Linked DNA regions of Sus scrofa: regions 1 and 3 are each linked to region 2. The links are chromatin contacts, called in public HiChIP or PLAC-seq and promoter capture Hi-C maps. All regions are on one chromosome and are shown on one strand. The core of a region is the stretch at or near the end of the contact, and the rest is flanking DNA. Distances in the headings are between cores, read along the strand shown.

What was found. Promoter capture Hi-C pulls out the DNA fragments that hold promoters and counts their contacts. HiChIP or PLAC-seq counts read pairs in DNA pulled down with a chosen protein or histone mark.
Region 1: a promoter capture Hi-C map of liver shows a contact between it and region 2, with 4 times the contacts expected there. The contact joins the promoter of SPI1 here to the promoter of NUP160 in region 2. A contact is called at or near these places in 2 of 5 promoter capture datasets (fetal liver and liver), 3 of 47 Hi-C or Micro-C datasets (embryonic fibroblasts, mesenteric adipose tissue and subcutaneous adipose tissue) and 1 of 2 datasets of contacts at active chromatin or transcription factors (alveolar macrophages).
Region 3: a contact with region 2 is called in an H3K27ac HiChIP or PLAC-seq map of alveolar macrophages. The contact joins the promoter of PSMC3 here to the promoter of NUP160 in region 2. A contact is called at or near these places in 1 of 47 Hi-C or Micro-C datasets (heart right ventricle) and 2 of 2 datasets of contacts at active chromatin or transcription factors (alveolar macrophages and skeletal muscle).

The regions. Positions count from the first base shown.
Region 1 is chr2:15,226,239-15,229,743 of Sscrofa11.1, forward strand. It overlaps SPI1 (Spi-1 proto-oncogene), which reads left to right and starts at 1,693. Exons shown (of 5, transcript NM_001001865.1): 1 at 1,693-1,870. The coding sequence starts at 1,826.
Region 2 is chr2:14,838,650-14,842,555 of Sscrofa11.1, forward strand. NUP160 (nuclear pore complex protein Nup160) reads left to right here and starts at 1,407. Exons shown (of 37, transcript XM_021085052.1): 1 at 1,407-1,412; 2 at 1,843-2,164; 3 at 2,431-2,542. The coding sequence starts at 1,407.
Region 3 is chr2:15,183,059-15,187,017 of Sscrofa11.1, forward strand. PSMC3 (26S protease regulatory subunit 6A) reads left to right here and starts at 2,424. Exons shown (of 12, transcript XM_003122809.3): 1 at 2,424-2,706; 2 at 2,940-3,023; 3 at 3,596-3,721. The coding sequence starts at 2,632.

The sequences.
Region 1 (3,505 bases), core at 443-2,942, 390 kb after region 2:
CTGGTGCAATAGACCTACTCCCCACACACATCCAATGGGCTAGGACTAGACTTTGATGGGAAAGTGGGGACAAGGATGGATCTGCTCCTTTTTGGGGAGGGCCTTGGTCAAGTTCCTGGAAGTCCTGAGGTCTGGTAACTCGGACCCCTGGGAGAGTCCCAAGAGTGCATTCAAAAAAAATCAGTGAAGATTGTAGGCAAAAAAGATCTAATGGAGAACACAGACTTGTGAATTCCTGGTCTTTGCTGCAAGTAAATAAGCACTAGGGGATCTGGGATTCCAGTGACAGGAAGGAGGCTGGCAAGTCACTGGGGAGGGATATAAAGCAACTACTCAGGGGAGGAAACGGAACACTCAAGAAGTTCTTCTCAAGAGAAGTAGACTCATCAGAGATCAATAGATCAAAAAATATCTCTATTCATCCTTCTGCCCTCCAGACTAGATCAGGAACTCCTTGAAGGCAGGGATCTTGTCCGTTACCTCTCCTTTCCCCTTGAACTCAATTATGATTGGATGATACATAGATAGATGGATGAAGGGATGGATGGATGCGGGGGTTGGATGGTTGGGTAGTTGGGGGAATGTATGGACGGATGTATGAATGGATGGATGGCTAGATGGACAGGTGGATGAATGGATTAATGGGTGAACAAATTAATAGCAGGATATACAGTAGATAAACAGATGGAAAAATGGATGCGTCACGGATGGGCTGATATATAAACATATAGATGGCTAAAGGGACAAGCAGATAAATGGGTGGATGGGTGATAGACTAATAGATAAATGGGCTAACGAGTGAATAGTTGGATAAACTGATAGACAAATGAATGCACGGCTGGCTTTCATGAGTGGATGGATGGATTGACAAACAGACCGATAAACAAATCGATGAGAAAACAGATGAATGGATGGACAGACAAGAAAGGTTTGATATCAAGGCATTGGTCAGGGGTGGGGAAACTGAGAAATCTGGGCTGGGAATAGAGCACTTAGGGATCTGGGAGAAGCGGTGGTGCTTGGGAAACTGGGAAGAGAGGGTGGAAGAACGCTTCTGGTGGAAGGGAAGCCAGTGTAAAAGGACTAGGAGGAAAGGGGAAGTGGTACCATGCTGAAGACCCTGGCCCGGAGCCCAGCGCTAGGCTTGGCAGAACCGAGGGGCTGGGGGCCCAAGGGCCCAGGGAGAGCCAGGCCTGGGAATCAGCTGGATCAGAGCCCTCAGCCAGCCAGCCTGACCCCAGAAAATGGAGGCCCCAAGAGGCCATCCTTACCAGCTCTGACCCCAAGGAAGTGACTGTTGGGCACGTGGAGGGTCTCTAGAGAGGTAGGTGTTTGTGGGGTTAGGGGCTGGAGAGCCTCAGCAGGGCGGGGGCAGCAAAGGCCTCCCAGTGGTGAAGCTAGGCTTCCTCCCTCCTTCTCTTCCTCCCCACCCCAGCCCTCAAGGCCGCCCCTCATAGTCCCCGGCTTCCTCTGGGCAGGGGGCCTGGCCCCCATGGCCTCCCAGGCCAGCCCCTGGAGCACCACCTGCCCCAGCCGGCCAGAGACTTCCTGTAGCGCAAGAGATTTATGCAAACGGGCTGGGGTGGTGATGTCACCCCAAGGGGACTATCTCCCAGCGGCAGGCCTTCGATAAAATCAGGAACTTGCGCTGGCCCTGCAATGTCAAGGGAGGGGGCTCACCCAGGGCTCCTGTAGCTCAAGGGGCAGGCCTGAGCCCTGCGCCCGCCCCGAGTCCGTCCGGCCCCCGACGGGGCGCCCCATCCCAAGGGGCTCCGCACTGGCCCCCACCGAGGCAGGGGACCTGACAGGCTCGGAGCTCGGCTGGATGTTACAGGCGTGCAAAATGGAAGGGTTTCCCCTCGTCCCCCCTGTGAGTACCGGGACTCCTCTACCAGCCCAGCCCGCGGCCCTCCGACGCCCGCCCGCCTGCCCGCCAGCCCACCAACCCGCTGGCTGCCCTCCGGCTATCAGTGGGAAGCTGGTGTTTCCTCCCAGCAGCTCCTGGCCTGAGACCCAGCGAGGGGGCCATTCGCTTCCTCGGAGCATGCCCTGGCGGGCTGAGGGCTGGGCCCACGGTGGGGCTGTGATCGGTGGGGCCTGAACGGTTATTTATAGTTGGGGCTCGGGTGGCAGGCCTGAGCCCCAGCGCAGGGTGCTGGGCTGAGGATGGTGAGGGTGGCGGCAGGGAGGTGGTGGCGGAGGAGATGAGGAGACTGGCTTGCCGGTGAGGAAGCCGGCCCCCAGGACAGTAAAGGCTCATGGGCAGGAGGCAGCAGGCCAGAGATCTCAGCCCAGGGCCTGGGTGCTCCTGGATACTGAGGCTGTCTTGAGCCTGAGTCCCCAACACCCAGGCTGGGGCCTGGCACAGAGGACATAGTTGTGGTCCTAAGGCTCTGAGCTCTGGGCCCAGGCCCTGAGTGGCGGAGGCAGGGGCCGGGGAGGCGCTGGGCTGGAGCAGTGAGGGGAGCAGAGACTGGCCATGCAGTTAGGGCTGGAGATCGGGAAGAAGAGGGCAGGAGCTGGGGTTGGAGACATCCTGCGGCTGAGATTGAGGCTGGGGTAGGGTCTGGTCAAGGGTGAGCCTGGGGTGAAGGCAGGGGCTGAGGCTGGAGGAGAAGAAGCAGGCGTCCCAGCGGTCCCCAGGGAGGGAAGGCCAGCCGTCTGGGGTGGACCCCTTCTGCTCCTGTTCTCAGTGACAGTTGCAGCCTTTGGCAGGTGTCAGACTTGGGCCTCTCTGAGAAGACCTATGTCCCTTTCCCACCCTGTCTGCCCTCAGCAGGGGTAGGGACACTTGCGGGGAGCTGGCAAGGACTTGGCAGGACCTGCCCACCTGACTCAGCTTTCCTGGCCTGGATGCAGCTCCCTTCACCACCCCCACCACCCAGCCAGGCCTCAGAGCCCCAGGGAGGCACCCCAGGTTGACATCCTGCTGTGGGGCTGTGCTACCCACAAACCCTGTGCTAGGATCCCGGCCTCCTGGGAGCCAGCCAGCCCCCACCTGGCCTGGTCCCACCCTTCTCCAACCTGGGACCAAGAGTCTGAGGGGGCAGGCAGGAGCGGATGGAGGTGGTCCTGGGAAGAGCCACCTCTGCCCTGAGAAAGCCACAGGCCCAGGGGCTCAGCCACCCTGTCTGAACCTTGACCTCTCAGTCTCTGAACCCCAGGGAGAGCTGCATAGGAGACATATCTTGGGCTTCCACACCAAACCCCTCAGCCCCTCTCCTCAGCCCAGGGGCTAGTCTGGCGTGGCTCCTGGATGGTGGGCTCCTAAGGCAGTGCTGCTCCTCAAACCAGACCCTGAGGGCCAGAGTTACTGTTGTGCAATCCTTGGGCACATACTGCGGGGGTGGGGAGAGGCCTGGTGACTGTTGGGAAGCCGGTATGCTTGTCCCTGTGCTGGGGGTGGGGGGAGGGAGTAGCCCAGGGAGGTGGGTGGATGGGAGGAGCAGGGAGGAAGAGGGTCAAGGCTCTGGCCCACGGCCCCCAAAGCCTGCCTGGGCGAATC
Region 2 (3,906 bases), core at 157-2,656:
AAAAAAGACCCTACAGGGAGTTTCCATCATGGCTCAGTGGGTTAAGAGTCTGACTAGTACCCATGAGAGTGCAGGTTCAATCCCTGACCTTGCTCAGTGGGTTTAAGGACCCACTTTATCCCATGAGCTGTGGTGCAGGTCGCAGATGCAGCTTGGATGTGGCACTGTTGCGGCTGTGGCGTAGGCCAGCAGCTGCAGCTCCAATTGGACCGCTAACTTGGGAACTTCCATATGCCACAGGTGCAACCATAAAAAAGCAAAAACAAACCAACAACAAAAAAAATCCCCACAATTTAAGGACACGGCACAAGAGATGGCTGTCTATAAATCAGGAAGCTGACTCTCACCTGACGCTGAATCTGCTGGTCTCTTGATTTTGGACTTCCCAGGCTCCAAAACTGTGTGCAGTACGTGTTAGCTGTTTAAGCCACCCAGCATATAGTATTTTGTGAAACAAGAAGAAACAAAATGTAAGTGGTGTTTAGGAACAGTTAGAGTGTATTTGTAAAATGGAGAGGCAGGGAGAACAACAGCAAAATAAGATCAACTGGAGTTGTTTCCATTATCTAAGAATGAAATGTGGAAGACTGTTGAGGAAAAGTATGAATGTAAAGGAAAGACAAGAGAATGTTCCTGATATCTATTGCTGGCTAACAAATTACCCCAAACTTAGTGACTTTTGACTCTCTCACCAGACATCTCTCACTTTAAGTAACTTGAGAGCCCTTCCATGTGGTCTCTCCCCATGATTCCTCCAGGATGGCAACCCCAGGATAGCTGAATTTATTAGATGGCTTCCCTCCTAGTTAGCACTCCAAGAGAGAAACAGACTCTGTTAAGGCTAGTCTGGGAGTTTCTGTCCTGGTGCAGCGGAAGCAAATATGAGCAGGAACCATGTGGTTTCCGGTTAGGTCCCTGGCCTCGCTCAGTGGGTTGAGGATCTGGCGTTCCCATGAGCTGTGGTGTCGCAGAGGCGGCTCGGATCTGGTGTTGCTGTGGCGGTGGCATAGGCTGGCGGCTACAGCTCCGATTGGACCCCTTGCCTGGGAACCTGCATGTGCCGTGGGTACGGCCCTAAAAAGGACAAAAGACCCAAAAAAAAAAAAAAAATTAAAAGGCTAATCTGGCACAGAGTCACTTCTGCTGTGTTCAATGAGTTACAGCAGTTACAGAGCCCTCCCAGATTCCAGAGGAAGGGACAAAGACCCACCTCCTGATGGGAAAAAGTCAAAGAATTTGTGGTCGTCTTTAATCTGTCATGTTGATACATGAGATTTAGACTAACTTTCCCCTTGAAGACTGGCATTTTCCTCCAAATCCAGCATCTACTCTGCCCTAAATGCAGGTAAAGCACAAGACCTTCCAAACAGATCACAAATGGAAGATAAAGGAAATTTCTTTCACGTATGCAAGTGAGTAGCATTTAGGGGCTTCAAGCAGGTAACTGCATCAATGTTTAATTAAACACATTATGCTTCATTATACAAGAACACACGAATACAGTCTCTCGAAAAAACCCAACACAAAAGGCCACTCTGCCCTTCACTCCGCCCCCAACCCACGTCGCTGAAAGGTGAAGAAAAGGAGACCAGGCGGAGATTCACTGAGTAACACGGGGAAGCAAGGAGAGGCGATCAAAAGCTCGAAATCCAGTAGATGGCGCCCATCTGCGTGGCCTCCTAGGACCTCGCCCCTCCCTGGAGGCTCTGCCCAGCCGCTGCCCGCGCCGGAGTTTTTAAAATGGAAACAAACCCGGCTCCGCCCCCTTCCCTGAGGCCGCCGGGAAAATGGCACCGCCCCTTGGGGCTTCCTCGCCGGACACGCAAAGGTTCCTGCAGGTAGATCCTGCAAGCTCCCCCTGCCTCCTCTCATCTGGCTTCCTCCTTGCCCACCCTGTCTCCGGCCAGCTCGGTGGAAGCCTCACAACGGTGGGTCGGACAGGCCCTAGACCTTTCCGGGTTTCTTCACCTGTCCGCATCTGTGCTTGCTCCGCCCCCGGAAGTGACGACAGCCGCCCGGCTGGGCTGGTGTCCCGTCAGGCCTCGCGGCGGCGGCGGCGGGAAGATGGCGGCGGCGGGAGCCATGGAACGGAGCTTCGTAGAGCTCAGCGGAGCTGAGCGCGAAAGGCCAAGGCACTTTCGGGAATTCGCAGTTTGCGACATTGGTACGGAAGCATCCAGTAGGGCTCGATGCAGCTCCTGCCCTCGGGATCTTCCCGTGGATCCCTAAATCTCTGTCCTCCAGTTCATCCTCCTGAGCCCACATGCCTCCAGCCCCGGATTCAGAGCTTCATTAGTGTTCTACTTCTTTCTCTTTTTTTCCCCTTTTTGCATGGATTTTCAGTCTGTCACCCTCTGCTTTCTCAGCGCCCTCAGTCCGTGTCATCCCCTGAGAACCACGTGTGCAAGGGTGACCACTCTTCTTTTGCAGGAACTGCAAATGCAGTGGCCGGAGCTGTGAAATACAGTGAGAGCGCGGGAGGCTTCTACTACGTGGAAAGTGGCAAGTTGTTCTCCGTCACCAGAAACAGGTTCATTCATTGGTAAGTGCTGTGTTTGTCAAATCTCCCGAAAGGGCGTTTTGTTCGGCGGCTGAATTTTCGTGACTGTTCCCAAGGTGTCGTTTATTCTCCGAAGTGGTTATAGACAGGAAAAGAGAAAGACTGTTTCCTATTGATATCTGAGTCAGTGGAAAATTAAGCAGGCACAGAGTTCTGGAAGAGGTGCCCTCCCTGGCAGCACTAAAAAGAAGAAATGTAGCTTCGAGGGTAAAGCCCCAAAGATCAGTTCTAAGCATGAAGCCGTTATATTTTTATAGTGCTTTAAGCTTCCTTCATTCTACAAATTAGTCTTGAGTTTTTACATGTCAAGCACTGCTAGGTGTTCTAGGAGTGCAGGGATGAACAAAAACAGTCTCCATTTTCATCCTGCAAGATATAGTAGTGTAAGAATAGATGTGGACACATCTTTCATGGGGCAGTTTTGAGAAGGAAAAAGACATTAAGCTGGAGTTCCCTTGTGGTGCGACAGGTTAAGGATCTGGCATTGTCACTGCAACAGCCCAAGTTGCTGCTGTGACACAGATTCTTTCCCTGGCCGGGGATCTTCTACATGCCTCAGGTGTGACCCCCAAAACGCCATTAAGCTAATGACCCCACATAAGTATGTAAATGAAGTTTTTCATACTTCCCTCAGAGGAAAAGTATGAGAAGCTAATGGGAAAATCAGATGTAATTGGCGTGTCTGGGAAGGCCTGAAGTAAGTCACATTTCATCTGAAGGAGGAAAGGTTAGCTAGGCATGGAGTTGGGAGAGAGAGCAGTTTAGCAAGTGGGATCACCAAATGGAGAGTCCACAAGGTGGAAAGAACTTGACAAATTTGAAGAACTGACTGAAGCTCTGTGCGGCATAAGTGCATTGGGCAAAATGGAAAGTGATATGAGTGATGCTGAGACTAGGGAGGTAAGCAGGACTCCGATCAAGAAGAACCCTCAGGTCCTTTTCAGGGATTTGGGATTTTTATCCTAAGTACATTGAGCAGTCATTGGAGAGTCTTAAAGTGTTACTAACATGGTCAAAGTCACACTTTAAAATAATCAGTCTACTTTGTGGAAAGTAGACTTGGATTGGATGGGTACAGTATGAAAGAAGAATTTGCTTTCATGGTGAACCAAGTAAGATATGCTGGTTGTGGGATTGGCTAGGGAAAGAGAATTAGATGGACTCAAGATACACGTGGAGTTCCTGACAGGCCCCCGGGTTCCCATGTGGCTTAGCAGGTTAAGTATCCAGCAGTTGTCACTGCTGTGGTGTGGGTTCATTCCCTGGCTCGGGAACATCCACATGCCTTGGGCGCAGCCAAAAGAAAAAAAAAAAGATACACTTAGAAAGTAGCTTCAGGAGTTCCC
Region 3 (3,959 bases), core at 1,174-3,673, 350 kb after region 2:
AAGTAGGAAAGTATCCATGATTGCAGGAAATTCCTACCAACGTATTTCAGGTGATGTGGTTGCTGGTCAGCAATTTTCTCTCAAATGATGCAGGAAAAAAATTATTTGTGTTATATTTGCAAACTTTCTCTAGATTTGAGATGATCTTCAAAATAAAAAATATGATAATAAAATATGATAATATGATATGAAAATATGATAATAAAATATGATAATAAAATAGTACAGGGTAAGGTGTTGAGGAGGGTGGGGCCAGGGAGGGGCCAGGAGGGGGAGCTGCAGCATTACAGGGCTGTGAGGGTGGGTCTGGATGAGAAGGAGGCATTCAAGCAAAGACTTAAAGGAGCGGAGTTCCTGTCATCGTGGCTCAGCAGTTAATGAGCCTGACTAGCATCCATGAAGATGCAGGTTTGATCCCTGGCCTTGCTCAGTGGGTTAAGGATCTGGCGTTGCCGTGAGCTGTGATGTAGGTCGCAGGTGTGGCTTGGATCTGGTGTTGTTGTAGCTGTGTAGGCCGAGTGGCTACAGCTCCGATTGGACCCCTAGCCTGGGAACCTCCATGTGCTTCGGTGTGGCCCTAAAAAGAAAAAGAAGAAAACTTGAAGTAGCAAAGGTGAGGGGTGGTGGTGAAGAAAATATCCTGGAAAGACCATTCTAGGTAGGAGCAGACATAGCCTGGTCTCAGAGAAGCAAGGAGGCCTGTAACTGATGAGGGAGGCGAGGAGTGGGGGTCAAGGTCCTGGAGAAAGTCGTGGGGGAATGAAAACCCCCAGGGCCCTGTGGGCCATTGTAGGGACTTTGGCTCTTACTCTGAGTGAATCATGTAGCTGCTACAGAATTGTGAACAGAGTGACACAATCTGACTAGTTTTCCATTATGGCTCAGTGGTAACAAACCCAACTAGTACCCATGGCCCTGCTCAGTTGGTTAAGGATCCGGCATTGCTGCAAAGCCTCGGTGTAGGTCCCAGATAAGGTTCAGATCTGGTGTTGCTGTGGCTGTGGTGTAAGCCAAAGCTGCAACTCCAATTCAACCCCTAGCCAGGGAACTTCCATATGCTATGGGTGCAGCCATAAAAAGAAAAAAAAAAAAAAAAAAAGGATATTTATGGAGGTGGGAAGTCTCCAATATCTGTAGAGTAAATTGACAAACTGGAAACCCAGGAATGCTGATGGTTTAGCTTCATCAAAATCATAAGGCCTGAGAACCAGGAGAGCTGATAGTGTAAATTCTAGTCTGAAAGCCAGCAGGTACAAGACCCTAGAAGAAAGAGGCTGATGTTTCAGTTCAAGTCTCAATCCTGAAAAAGACCCATGTGCCAGTTCAAGGCAGTCAGGCAGGAAGAGTTCCCTCTTTCCCTGGGGATAGTCAGCCTTTTTGTGCTAGTCAGATCTTCAACTGATTGGATGAGGCCCACCCTCTTTTAGGGAATCCCCTAATTCTTTTTTTTTTTTTTCAGGGCTCCACTCGTGGCATATGGAGGTTCCCGGGGCTAGGGCTGGAGGTGTAGCCACTGGCCTATGCCACAGCCACAGCAACGACAGATCCGAGCCACATCTATGACCTACACCACAGGTCAGGCAACACAGAGTCCTTAAACCACTGAGCGAGGCCAGGGATGGAACCTGCGTCCTCATGAATGCTAGTCAGATTCATTTCCCATGAACCACAATGGGAACTCCCATTTTTTTTATTTTATAAGGGCCACACCTGCAGCATACTGAAGTTTCCAGGCTAGGGGTCAAATCGAAGCTGCAGCTGCCGGCCTAAGCTACAGCTACAATGCCAGATCTGAGCCACATCAGTGACCTACCAAGAGGCTTGCAGCAACGCCTCTTAGCCCACTGGGCCAGACCAGGGATCAAACCTGCATCCTCCGGGATACTAGTCAGTTGGTAATTGCTGAGCCACAACAGGAACTCCATTAAGAGAATTCCCTAATTCTTAACTGGGCCAGTTTCTGAGGTTGAAAGCCCCCCTTCAAAAATGGCTTTTCAGGGGTTCCTGTTGTGGTGTAGCGGAAACAAATCCGACTAGTATTCCTGAAGATGCGGGTTCATCCCTTGCTTTGCTCACTGGGCTGGGGTTCTGGCTTGGCCGCGAGCTGCGGTGTGGGCCGCAAATGAGGCTATGATACCGAGTTGCTGTGGTTGTGGCTCCGACTCCACCCCTAGCCTGGGAACTTCCATTTGCCGGGAATGCACCCCTCGCCCTCGCTCCCGCCCGCGCCAAAAGCAGCAAAAGAGCCTTTTCATGCGCCCGCTGGACTAGGACTACATTGCCCAAAGGCCGTCTCGTTCCCCTCTTTTCTCCTTCCTCTTACGTTTTTACATCAAGGCCACGCCCCTCTGCGCGTGTCAGCCAATAGCGCATTACCTCTTGCGATGGCATAAACAGGACGAGGGCGGGAACGGTTCCGGAGCCTTAGGGGCGGGTCCTGTGGCCCGGGCCTCGTCTTTTGAATCGCAGACGCAGATTCGCTGTGGTAACGCGGCGCAAGCTAATTCTGTCAAGAGTCAGGACTTGGAGAAAGAGGGCTGGCGTTAGTCAAGCGCAGGAGTTAAGAAAGACATTATTAATCTCTCGCCCCGGCTGCTGTCCGGTTTAATCTTCAACCTTCTCCTCCAGGAAATGAATCTGCTGCCGCAGCTCGAGAGTCCAGTGACTCGGCAGGAGAAGATGGCGACGGTGTGGGATGAGGCTGAGGTGCGCGGCGGGAGAGCTTGGGGTCTTGGAGCCAGGGGCCAGCGTAGAGATGCTCTTGTCAGGAGGGGAGGCGGTGGCTGGGGGCGGGGGGGGTCAAGAGCTAGCCCGGTCCGGGGGTTGGGGCCGCTGGGGATGTGGGCAAGGGTCTTATGGTTTTATGGATGAGGAAACTGAGGCTGAGCTCACAGTCATCAGTTAGCTGCCCTGAGTTTAATAAAAAAATTTTTTCACAGCAAGATGGAATCGGGGAGGAAGTACTCAAGATGTCCACAGAAGAGATCGTGCAGCGCACACGGCTGCTGGACAGTGAAATCAAGGTGGGCGCACAACCCCTGATCCCAGCTGCTACTCTCACGTCTTTCTCGACCTCCCTAGGGGCGGTGTGGGGACCGCCCTCTGACCAGGAAAAGAGAGAAGAAAACTAAGCTTTAAAAGGGACCAGAAGAGAGGGTAGCAGGAGACCAGGCCTGAGAGGAGGACTCATCAGACTGCCTTTCCCAGCGAGGTCTTTCAGTCTTCCCCTGGAGAATCCCTTTTTTAGGAAGTCCCCGTTTTACAGATGAAGAAACTGAGGCTCACAGAGGTTTTTTTTTACTCTGGTGAAGTACACAGCCTGTAACAAAAGGCAGAAGCTAAAATCTCTGTTTGGTTGACTAAAGTCATGTTCTTTTTCCCTTTACTCCAGCTATTTCGCCAGGAGGTGTCCAGACTGGCCTCCTGTTTTGACCTCTGCTGGTTGTGGACACAGCCTGAGCTTTCAGGGAGCCTTAGAGCTGAGAGCACCGGTGCAGGAGGGTCCCTTGGGCAACCTGGACTTCACTAGTTACAAGGCCTTAGGACAAGCTGAGAGCTAAGGCTGAATGTTTGCTTCCACTTACCCCTACCCCAGATCATGAAGAGTGAAGTGTTACGAGTCACCCACGAACTCCAAGCCATGAAGGACAAGATCAAAGAGAACAGTGAGAAAATCAAAGTGAATAAGACCCTGCCGTACCTGGTCTCCAACGTCATCGAGGTGTGTGTGTATGTGGAGGGGAAGAGAGAGGGTCACTGGGGCTTGGAGATAACCTGCAAGGGGACCATTGGGGAAAGAGTGGGTGGGCGTTTGGAGGCCTAATCGCATGTAAGGGGCATCCTTTTTAGGGTTTCCTTTGTAGAGTGAATTTCCAGGGGAGATACATGGGGCTGAAGAGGCCTCCTCACGTTTCCTTTCCTACTGGCTGTTTTTCCTTGAGGGGTAGATGACCTCCGTG